Linked DNA regions of Mus musculus: all the other regions are linked to region 1. The links are chromatin contacts, called in public Hi-C and HiChIP or PLAC-seq maps. All regions are on one chromosome and are shown on one strand. Each heading gives the region's core, a stretch centred on a gene start, on an enhancer-like site or on the middle of the called end of the contact. The rest is flanking DNA. Distances are from core to core; before and after follow the strand shown. Region 1 holds the start of Gnas (GNAS (guanine nucleotide binding protein, alpha stimulating) complex locus). Region 2 overlaps Gnas (GNAS (guanine nucleotide binding protein, alpha stimulating) complex locus). Region 3 has its middle 6.3 kb from the start of Mir296.

The links. A called contact is a pair of places that touch in the nucleus more often than the background predicts. HiChIP or PLAC-seq counts read pairs in DNA pulled down with a chosen protein or histone mark.
Region 2: a Hi-C map of the G1E-ER4 cell line shows a contact between it and region 1, with 2.0 times the contacts expected there. The contact joins the enhancer-like site here to the promoter of Gnas in region 1. A contact is called at or near these places in 19 of 484 Hi-C or Micro-C datasets (the AtT-20 cell line, the G1E-ER4 cell line, embryonic stem cells and 2 more), 2 of 115 datasets of contacts at active chromatin or transcription factors (both in embryonic stem cells) and 1 of 9 other capture datasets (adipose tissue).
Region 3: a contact with region 1 is called in an H3K27ac HiChIP or PLAC-seq map of embryonic stem cells, with 8 read pairs. The contact joins the enhancer-like site here to the promoter of Gnas in region 1. A contact is called at or near these places in 2 of 484 Hi-C or Micro-C datasets (both in embryonic stem cells), 6 of 115 datasets of contacts at active chromatin or transcription factors (the SCID.adh cell line, embryonic stem cells and stem cell-derived neural progenitor cells) and 1 of 9 other capture datasets (pancreatic islet).

What each region holds. Positions count from the first base shown.
Region 1 is chr2:174,296,191-174,299,149 of GRCm38.p6, reverse strand. It overlaps Gnas (GNAS (guanine nucleotide binding protein, alpha stimulating) complex locus), which reads right to left and starts at 1,291. Exons shown (of 12, transcript NM_010309.4): 1 at 1-1,291. The coding sequence starts at 1,288.
Region 2 is chr2:174,332,403-174,335,336 of GRCm38.p6, reverse strand. It overlaps Gnas (GNAS (guanine nucleotide binding protein, alpha stimulating) complex locus), which reads right to left. Exons shown (of 12, transcript NM_010309.4): 2 at 1,053-1,125. Among named protein-coding and RNA genes, the nearest start is that of Gm30189, 6.5 kb to the right of the region's middle. Within about 2 kb of position 1,661, at least 45 of the 459 cell types and tissues checked have an H3K27ac peak or open chromatin away from gene starts, as enhancers often do. A contact at or near this core is called in the G1E-ER4 cell line, where this site is marked.
Region 3 is chr2:174,259,223-174,262,373 of GRCm38.p6, reverse strand. No RefSeq gene overlaps it. Among named protein-coding and RNA genes, the nearest start is that of Mir296, 6.3 kb to the left of the region's middle. Within about 2 kb of position 1,298, at least 22 of the 459 cell types and tissues checked have an H3K27ac peak or open chromatin away from gene starts, as enhancers often do. A contact at or near this core is called in embryonic stem cells, where this site is marked.

The DNA of each region.
Region 1 (2,959 bases), core at 42-2,541:
CTTCTCCGGCATCGCTCTGGCTATCTGTGAGCATCGCGGAATCCGTAGGAGCTCCAGCATCAGATCCGGTAGAGACGGCTTGGGCAGCAGGGGCTGGCTTGGCATCCATTGCTTCAGGCTGGGTGGAAGATCCGTCCCCTCTCTCCGGAGAGGGGACTTTTCCTTCCACCGCAGTGGCGGTGGTAGGGCTTCCTTCCATCTCGGCTGCTTCTCGCTCAACTGGGGGTCTCTCTGCGCACTCGCTCTTATCTGGGGCTCCCGAGACTTCGATGGGCGGGCCATCACTTGCGATTGGGGGGCTGTCCATATTGACAGCGGTGTCGTCGTCGACCCCAATGGAGGCTCTGCCAATCTCAAGCAGGGGTCTGGTGATCTCCATCGGGGGGCTGTCGCATGCGAAGTTAGGAGGAGATCTGACAGCCTCGCGGAATGGTCTGTCAATGGCGCCTCGGACCCAGAGGGGAGGCGCGTTCTCGGCGGGAGCGAGGCAGAGCGCACTCGGGACCGCGACTGTCGGGAACTCGCCGCCAATGCCGATTTGTGGGATGACTCGCGGGAGTCCTGGGGGTGGGCTATCGCCCCCGAATTCTTCTCCACCGACCTGAAATGGCACAGATTCTTCAGGGGGAGGGCTGTAGTCTTCTCGGAAGCCAGCGTTTTCAAATCTGATGTTCCCGGGCTCCGCGGGAAGAGCTCTGGGGACCAATGCTTCCGGACCTCCTGGCGCAAGGTCTGGGACTTGCAAGGGAGGCTGGCTATGGTCTCCCTGGGCAGGCTCGTTGAACTCAAATGGCATAGCTTCTTCTGGTGGGGGGGTATAGGCTCCCAGGCCTGGGCTCGCGCCAGTGGGGGTCCCGGGCTCCAAAATCGCTGGGTTGAAGGCTTGGAGGCCTGATGGGGTCCCAGATGGTCCTGGCTGCTCCAGGGTGGGCCAGAAATCTCCCAGGCTGGGCTGTTGTGTCTCGAATGGCATGGCTTCCTCCGGAGGTGGGCTGTAGTCTCCACCCACTCGGACTTCCTCGAAGGCCTGGCAGGGGCTTTGGATGTCAGATTTGGAGTCTTCTGGGGGTCCACTGATCTCACTGCCAGTCTCGTCGGGGACGGGCTCATTGTTAGACGGTTCGGAGTCCGGTTCGGTCGCCATTTCTTCGGCTGGGCCAGCCCCAGCACCGGGGGCAGCTGCCCCTGGGGCTTCCAAAGGTTCTTGCTCGGGCTGCTCCCCGACTTCAGGGGGGATATCGTGTTGTCCTGACATATTATTGCCGTGGAGGCAGTTGAACATGCCCATAACACGGTGGCGACTTTTCAAAATAAATTTGGGGCCCCGTAAGACGGAGCACCCAGCCAAACTAGGGTGAAAAAAAATTTTTTTTTAAAAAATTCAAATTTTTGTTGGAAAGTTCTCCAGCCTCAGTTTCCAAACTTTGTAAGGATAGATAATCAGGGGCTAGAACCCAGGACCATGGCTGAAGTGAGTCATCTCTTGCTGGTGAAGTCTGTCACCTTCCTAGTTACACTTACCCCTTCGGGCTGTGGTCGGCCAACAACTTTAGGAACTTTTCTGTTCTCTCTTCGTACTTTGCTGTACTTTAGCTCCGCCTTCTTGGCATTTAAGAGCGTGCCGATTCGTCTCGAAAATCGTAAATAGAACTCTTTCTCTGCCGCCAGAGGACGCAGGTCTCAGTGCTGAGCCGGCTCCGGGAGCTGGCTCCCGGTGCCGGCTGCTCCCGACTTTGGGTAAGGGGGCTGATGAGCGGAGGCCTTGTAGGGACGTTCGGCTCCGTCCTCTCCTCTCCCGGACTGATTCCGAGTCTCTCTAGCTCGCTTTTTCCCTGGCCAGAGAGCGAGCGAGCTCTCTTGCGTTGCTGGGACACGTGACGCAAGACGTGGGCATTGGTCTGTTAGAGTACAGACGCTGAAAGCCTCCCTCCCCATCTGATTCTTCTCGAGGGGAGGAGGGACTGCAGGAGGGCTTTATCACCCCAGATTACCCCAGTATGCGGTAAATTCCTTATCTAAGGACCCCACACTCAGGCAATTACCCATACTCATCTCCAAGTCAGGAAATGGAGGCTTTAGGATACAAGGAAAGGGGTAGAGGCACACACACACACAAATGCGACAGGTGGTCGTGAGCCCACCGGAAGGGTAGAGACAGGGTGAGGAAGTGCCGAATGTAAACACGCAATTTGTTTCGTAAATGCTCTAGGGTACTTTTCTTTATTTCTTTTTTTTCCTTTTTTTTTCTTTTTTTAATGTTTATGTTTGCTGTTTGTTGGGGATGGCTCCAGCAAATCCCTTCAATGTCCCCCATCCCCATTACACCTCGGAGCTCTCAACAGTGGTATAGTGTGTTGTAGTCAGGGCTTGCTCTGTTTATATGGACGGTGATGCAGTAGAAATAAAGGTCTCAGCAGTGCACTGCAGAAAATCAAGCAAAGCCCCCTTAGGAGTTATTCATGTTTGCCGCTTTCGTGCAAATAGGGGAGGGGGCTTAAGGCTTACCGGAAGACCCCCCACCTAGCTCAGGTCTTGTACTTCTGTCTTCTGGGTAAAGGCAAAAGGAGATTTGGGGTGTAGTTGATGGCCCATTTAGGGTGGTCTCGCAGACTAGAAAACCTGAAATGCACTTAACCCACCGACCAACCGTGCCATGGTGGCAACAGCTGCCGAGACTCGCATCTTCCAGCCACCAGCGCCAGCTGCGGATTCCGTGTTCATTTCCTCTCTCAAGCCCTTCTCCAGCCCCCTTTTATCCCCTCCTCCTTCTGTTGTGAGCACCATAGAGCATTTGCTATACGTTGAACTGCAACAGTCCACCCAGGCGAAATTAAGCGCGGTCACAAAGCCTGCGGCTGCGCGCCCCTTGCGGTGCCGGGGTGGGCTCAGAGCTGCAGGAGTTTATACAGTCACATTGCCCGGTGGGCTCAGCGAATAATCATAAAATGCTTTAGGTCTG
Region 2 (2,934 bases), core at 412-2,911, 36 kb before region 1:
TGAACATTCGCTTGTGGTACCCTGAAAGGTGCTGCTCAATTTTGTCTCCCCAGCACTCGGTGCATGGTAGGGGACAGAAGCTGGTCCCCCTCGCTAGGGTCAGCTAAGTCCCTGACCCTTGCTGTTTCTTATCAGCACTGAGAACAACGGGGGCCAAGGGGAAAGGCCAATTCCTTACTGATTGGCTGTCTCCTCGGTCTGCATTCTTCATGGAAGGCAGGACCCCTTGCTTGCCATGTATCTGTCTCTTTTTAAGAAAAATCGTCACTCTCACTGTGGTATTGCCTCGCCATATTGTCTTAAGCCAGGAAGGTCATTTCAAAGGCAAAACAGCTCCTGGATTGGGCAGAAGTAGCTAACTCCCTGTCTCTGCGCCATTTTCATACCTCCTTTTCAGTTGTTCAGGTAGAAGTATTGATTTTTTTTTTTAATTAGAGAAATAAGTCTCTGCCTATCCCACCAATTCTGAAGCAGGGAGGGACTCGGAAGCTTAGAGCCTGTCGGCAAGGGTTGTGGATTCCAATTTTTAAGTGAAGATGTAACTGAAAAGATGTTTTCCTGAGAGTACAAAACCCTACACCAGTTGACTCCAGTGAAACCTGCAGGGTGGTGGGTGGGAACCTCCTGTGCTGGCCAGCTCTGGCTGGCCAAGGGGTGGCCAAGGCCCGTCGGCCATGTTGGAGCTGCACTGCAGCAGGCGAGGCTGCGGCCGCAGAGGACCTGGCCTCAGAGACGCTGTCACCCGGCCAAGTGCTGTTCACTGTCCTCTGCAACCAGGCACCATGTTCCAGCGCGAGGGGCTGCTTTGGGTGGACACCGGTGCTTCTACTCTTATTCCTATTTGTTGCCCCAAAGGTTGAGAAGGGTGTGGGGGTGCACCCATCAGCTCTTTCTTGGGCTGTCTAATATGCAAATTAGAAAAAAATGATTAGTGGCAATTAGCAGCTGTGCTTTCTAGAGGTTAGTATACACTCCTTCAAACGTCCTGTCTCCTGCAGGCCAGGTCCATACCACCTGTCCTGCTCAGTGCCCTGCTCAGATTTGACACTTACTCTCCGTTAAACCCATTAACATGCAGGATCCTCATCTGCTTCACAATGGTGCTTTTGCCAGACTCTCCAGCACCTGAGAAAGGAAAGTGAGGGCGTGGGTTAAGAAACAGGCTTGTCACACTTCACCTGGATGATGGCCTTGGAAAGCAGCAGAAGCAGCACACAACAGACACACAATGACACAACTGCAAACCTCCTTCACATGACGACGCAGTGAAAAACAACAGACACATCCAACATAGCATCTACCTGAAGTATCTCACCATAGAGTAACAAGCAAGAATTAAGGGCTCTGCTGTTTTTAAATAGCTTTTTTTTTCCCTTTTGAGTTTTGTTGTTGTTGTTTTGTTTTCTCTTTGGGTTTTTTAAACTCATGAGGCGATGAAGGAATGACGTAATTGTCACTGGAAGGGTGAAAATTTTAAGTCAAAACTGTGAATTTAGTATTGAAATGTGGTCAAAGGTACTCTATGCAGCAGCCACCTAATTTCCTGTTTGTTAGTCATTTTATGGTTAAAATACTTAGGAATGGCAGACAATGCCTAGACACTGCAGTCTCCCACTATCACGCCCCGCTGCAGCACCTCCCTCCCAACGCCACAATGCAGCTGCTCTCAAGCATGCTTCAGGTCCACCCTAAAACCACAGGGCTACACTGTATCCACTGTATCCACTCCCTTCCCCTGCAAAAGGAATCTTTCTAAAGATACATTTTTCTCTGGATACAACCACCATGTTGCAGAGGGAAATGGTAGACCATCAATTATCTGTCAGCAGCAGAGGGGCGGGAGCGGGGGGCGGGGGAGCAAAAAAAAAAAAAGCAAAAAACAAAAAATAAACACATTTCGTTATCAAACATGGCACTTGAGACCTCATGAGCATCAGGCAACATGCAACTTCAACAGTACCAAGAGTTTAAAAAAAAAAAAGGATAAGACTTTAATTATATGCACAAATATTCCTGGAAGGTCCTGAATAAGAAGATTCTAGGCTTTCCCCAACTAAGGAAGTAAATAGGAACACAGGCCTCCATTTTAAATCACCTTTCTTTCTTTCTTTCTTTCTTTCTTTCTTTCTTTCTTTCTTTCTTTCATAGGTAGTATTTGGAGGACCCTCCAGCCCCACCCCATTTCCACCAAGTTTCTGCAAATGTACTCTTCAGCCCGTATTCCCTGTGGGAATGGTTTTTCCCCTCCTCCCACAACAATCTAATTTTTAAAAAAATCTTGTTCTTTTTCTCCATATTGTTTCTGTTTTGGTGCCCAGATAGAAAGGCATTCACTCCCCCACCCTATTCAGTTCAACACTCCCCCTCCCCGAAATTCTCCACCCCTCCATTTCTTCACCCCTCCTCTTTTCCACCCCTCCACAAGTCCATAAGCAAGATTTGTAAAAGTTAAAATTGGTTTCCACAGCAGCATTGATTTCAAAGCAAACACCATCCTAATGAGCAAAATTCTCATAAATTAAATATAAAAGGCAATATTGGGAGGCTTCCATGAAGGAAACAGAGGACTCATCAGGTCCCTCAGCACTCCACCCTCAGAAATGGGAACATTTGTGACACCAGGTTTTTTTCAGAGACAGAACTAGATCCGTGCCTCAGTTTCCACTTTTGTAAGAATAGAAAACTGGGCTGAAAAATAACTGCCAGGCTTTTGTTTGTTTTGTGGTTCTGCAAATTTACTTAATTTACCTGATAGAAGTTAAAATGGGTTAAAGAAAAGGAAGTTGGGGGTATTAAGTTTCCTTTGTGGGTAATTATTTCATTTTTAAGAAATGTAAAATGTCGCCAATAGCCAGGGCAACAGATTTCTGTGCCAAAGGTCATCAATTAATTGTGGCACAATGCAGCCATGTAGACCAGAGACTTGAAAGGAGG
Region 3 (3,151 bases), core at 49-2,548, 37 kb after region 1:
GGGGAACATGGGTCAAGGGGGACTCTGACATCTTAGGAGGATTAGGGCATCATTATGCCATGGACAAGGAAATGGGGCTATGGCCTGCTGAGGGGTCACTCTCTAGGTTTGTCCTTTGGGACCAGGGAAGGGATTGTTTCTTCTCATGGAAAACACACACACACACACACACACACACACACGCACGCCGCCACCACCACCACTACCCAACACAACTGTTAGGTCAGAAAGCTTCCCAGAGCCACCCAAGGGTGCAATGGGGTATGTGTGGAGATGGGGGCAGGCTGCGAAAGGGGCCAGAAAGAGAGGCTTCCAGGGCCCCTCTTTTTCCAGCAGCAGTTGAAAAACTTGGCTTCCTTCGTGAAAATCCAATAAAATCAGCCTGTGACTCACCTCTCCCATCCCCTGTTGTTTTTCAGCTCTCCAACAGGTCTCACGAATTTGTCTCTCTTTTTTTTTTCACCCCTGTTCTAAAATATCTGAAGCTCAAAAGATGGCAAGGTTTATATGGAATAAAAACAAAACAAAAAACAAACAAACAAACAATCTCCCCCTCTACCTCCATCCCAATCTTAGCCTACAGGATTAAAGCAGACTTTCTTTACTTCTGTTTCCCAAAGAATTCAATTAAAACCAAACCTCAAACAGCCCAGCACTCCTCACTGACCTGGGCTGAAAGGTTGAAACACCCTAAGGCTTTCTCCTCCCTTCCCTTCCCCACCCCTGCCCCCACCCCCACAAAGCATCCTGGGATGCTATCAGCAGTCTATTGTACAGGCAGGCATTCTTTGATCAGTCTCCTTCCCCCTTTGTAGGGCTGGAAACTGAGGCTGAGGAAAGACAATGTACTTAAAGCTCTTGGCTAATCTTCCATATTGAAATGCAAAGGGTAGTGGGGGCATGGTGGGGCACGCACTTGCAGGCATACACACACCCTTAATTCCAGCACTTAGGAAGCAGATGCAGGCAAAATTCAGAGTTTGAGGCTAGCCTCTTCCATCTGTCTGAAAGAATTGAAAAGAAGAAAGGAAAAAAACAAAACAAAACAACAACGAAATAACCCCAACAACAACAACTTGGAACTTAGACCTTTTTCTGGTTCTGGGGTAATTTTGCTCTTCCCAAAGAACGTGTGGCAATATCTAGAGACAGCTTTTAGTTGTCACAGTTGAGCCTGGTTCCCTGGAGGAGTTAAGGAGACTGTTCAATATCTTGCAAAGGACTGGACAAACACCCTAAAGGACTACTCAGCCATGGCACATCAACTGTTGAGAACAGAGTCACCACCCCACCCCCTCCCGACCCCTCTGGCCCCACAGGCAACCCAGGATTTCAGGAGAATAAATACAAGCCCACACCACACAGAGAGAGAGAGCTAGCAAGATAAGTACCAAGATGTCTCCACTTGTTTATCTCCTGCTGTAAGGAAGATTTCTTTTCATGTCTCTTTCTCATGGTTTCCTGTACGGTTGGAATTTTTAAAGAAAGAATGTGCATGTATCATTTTTATAATCAGAAAAAGAAGAGCTGTTTTCATTTTGCAAAAATGAAAAAGGGCTTTAGGACTTATCGATTCTGACCCAGGCCCCTCACTAACTAGCTGTCAGGAACAGCTATCTGGAAAATGTGTGCACCGAAAAGGTGAGGGTGAGTGCCTATAGGAATACGGAGTAACATTATCCTGGGAAGCTCTCTGAGCTCTTTCTCTCTCTCTCTCTCTCTCTCTCTCTCTCTCTCTCTCTCTCTCTCTCTCTCTCTCTCTCTCTCGTGCATTTCCCCTCTGAAATTGTGTGTGTGCTTTGTAGCATAGAAATCAGGGAGACTCAGGGAGGGTCCATCTGTGCCAGCTACCTGACTAGTGACGGACACAGGATACACCCAGCATCCTCCCAGCCCTTAGGAAATGTGGAGAAGATATTTCCAATGCTCCAAGGTAGCTATCAGTTCCTGCATAATTTTGATTTTTATCTCAGAATTGGGCTAGGGCTGGATTTCTATACAGAGAGCCACTGACCATTTAGGTGAGATCATTCTTAATTGTAGAGACCGTTGCTGGGCTAGTGAGATGCTTAGCAGTGTCCTTGGCCTGGCTTCCCATTAGATGCTAATAGCACTCCCAACCCCCATCCACCCCAGCAAGAGTGAGAAACCTAAAATGTCTCCAGATTTAAGGGCAAATGTCCTGTGGGGGCGCCCAAGGTCACAGCTGGTACAGACCCCTCGGCTCCAGCCTGCCTGATGTTTCAGAAAAAAGACTTCATAAAGATGACAGTCCCCCATGTCAGGATCCTGCTTGCTGCATTTCTGAGTCACTGCCTGTGTTTCTCTGTCTTTAAAAATCTTCCATTTGTGTCTGCCCCCTTGGAAACAGCCCTGCACCCAAATGTGAGCCTCTTGGTGGTCTGAAAAGCCCTGTTAAGCCCCATCAAAGCCTAAGTCTAGAACTCTGGTTATTCCTGCAAACACTGACAGGGCCGATGGGAGCCATAGACAGGAGCCACTGAACACAGAAAAACAAACCCCTTGTTTCCTAGGATTGCGCACATCCACCAACTAATTGCGAGAAGACCAGGAGAGATGCTGCGGGGCCACTTTTCACGCCACAGCCTAAATCGGAACAAGAAGATGAACTTTAAATTGAGTAAGATAAAACCAGTTTGGGAAATTCAATATCTCACCTCCCTTCCTGTCTTTTTAAAAATCCATAATTCATACAGAACCCAGTCAGGGGGTACGCAGCTCAAATTGAATTATCTTTTTTTCTCCCCCTTCTACAGCTGAAGCTAGAAGAAGCACTTTCTTGACATGGAGAAAATAAAAAGGGAAATTTTCTGAGCCTCAACTTCCTTGCCACAGCCCCCCAGCCCATAGGGATGGGGACATCAGACACCAACCAGCACTAAATGACCTTTTAAAGCTTATGCTGATTGCATGGCTTGGGACTCACTCAGCCACTGTCCATAGACACTCAGACGATGGGTACCCAAGTTTGTTTATCACAATGCTGCTAAGGAGACCATCAGCAAGGGCTGGTTCAATAACCCCATTTGCCCCTCCTCCACACAATGGAGTCACGACACAGGCCAGGAGGGGGGAAAAAAGCCCTCAAAACTCATCGGGTAGTGATGGCAGCCCTCCCTTTTATTGCATT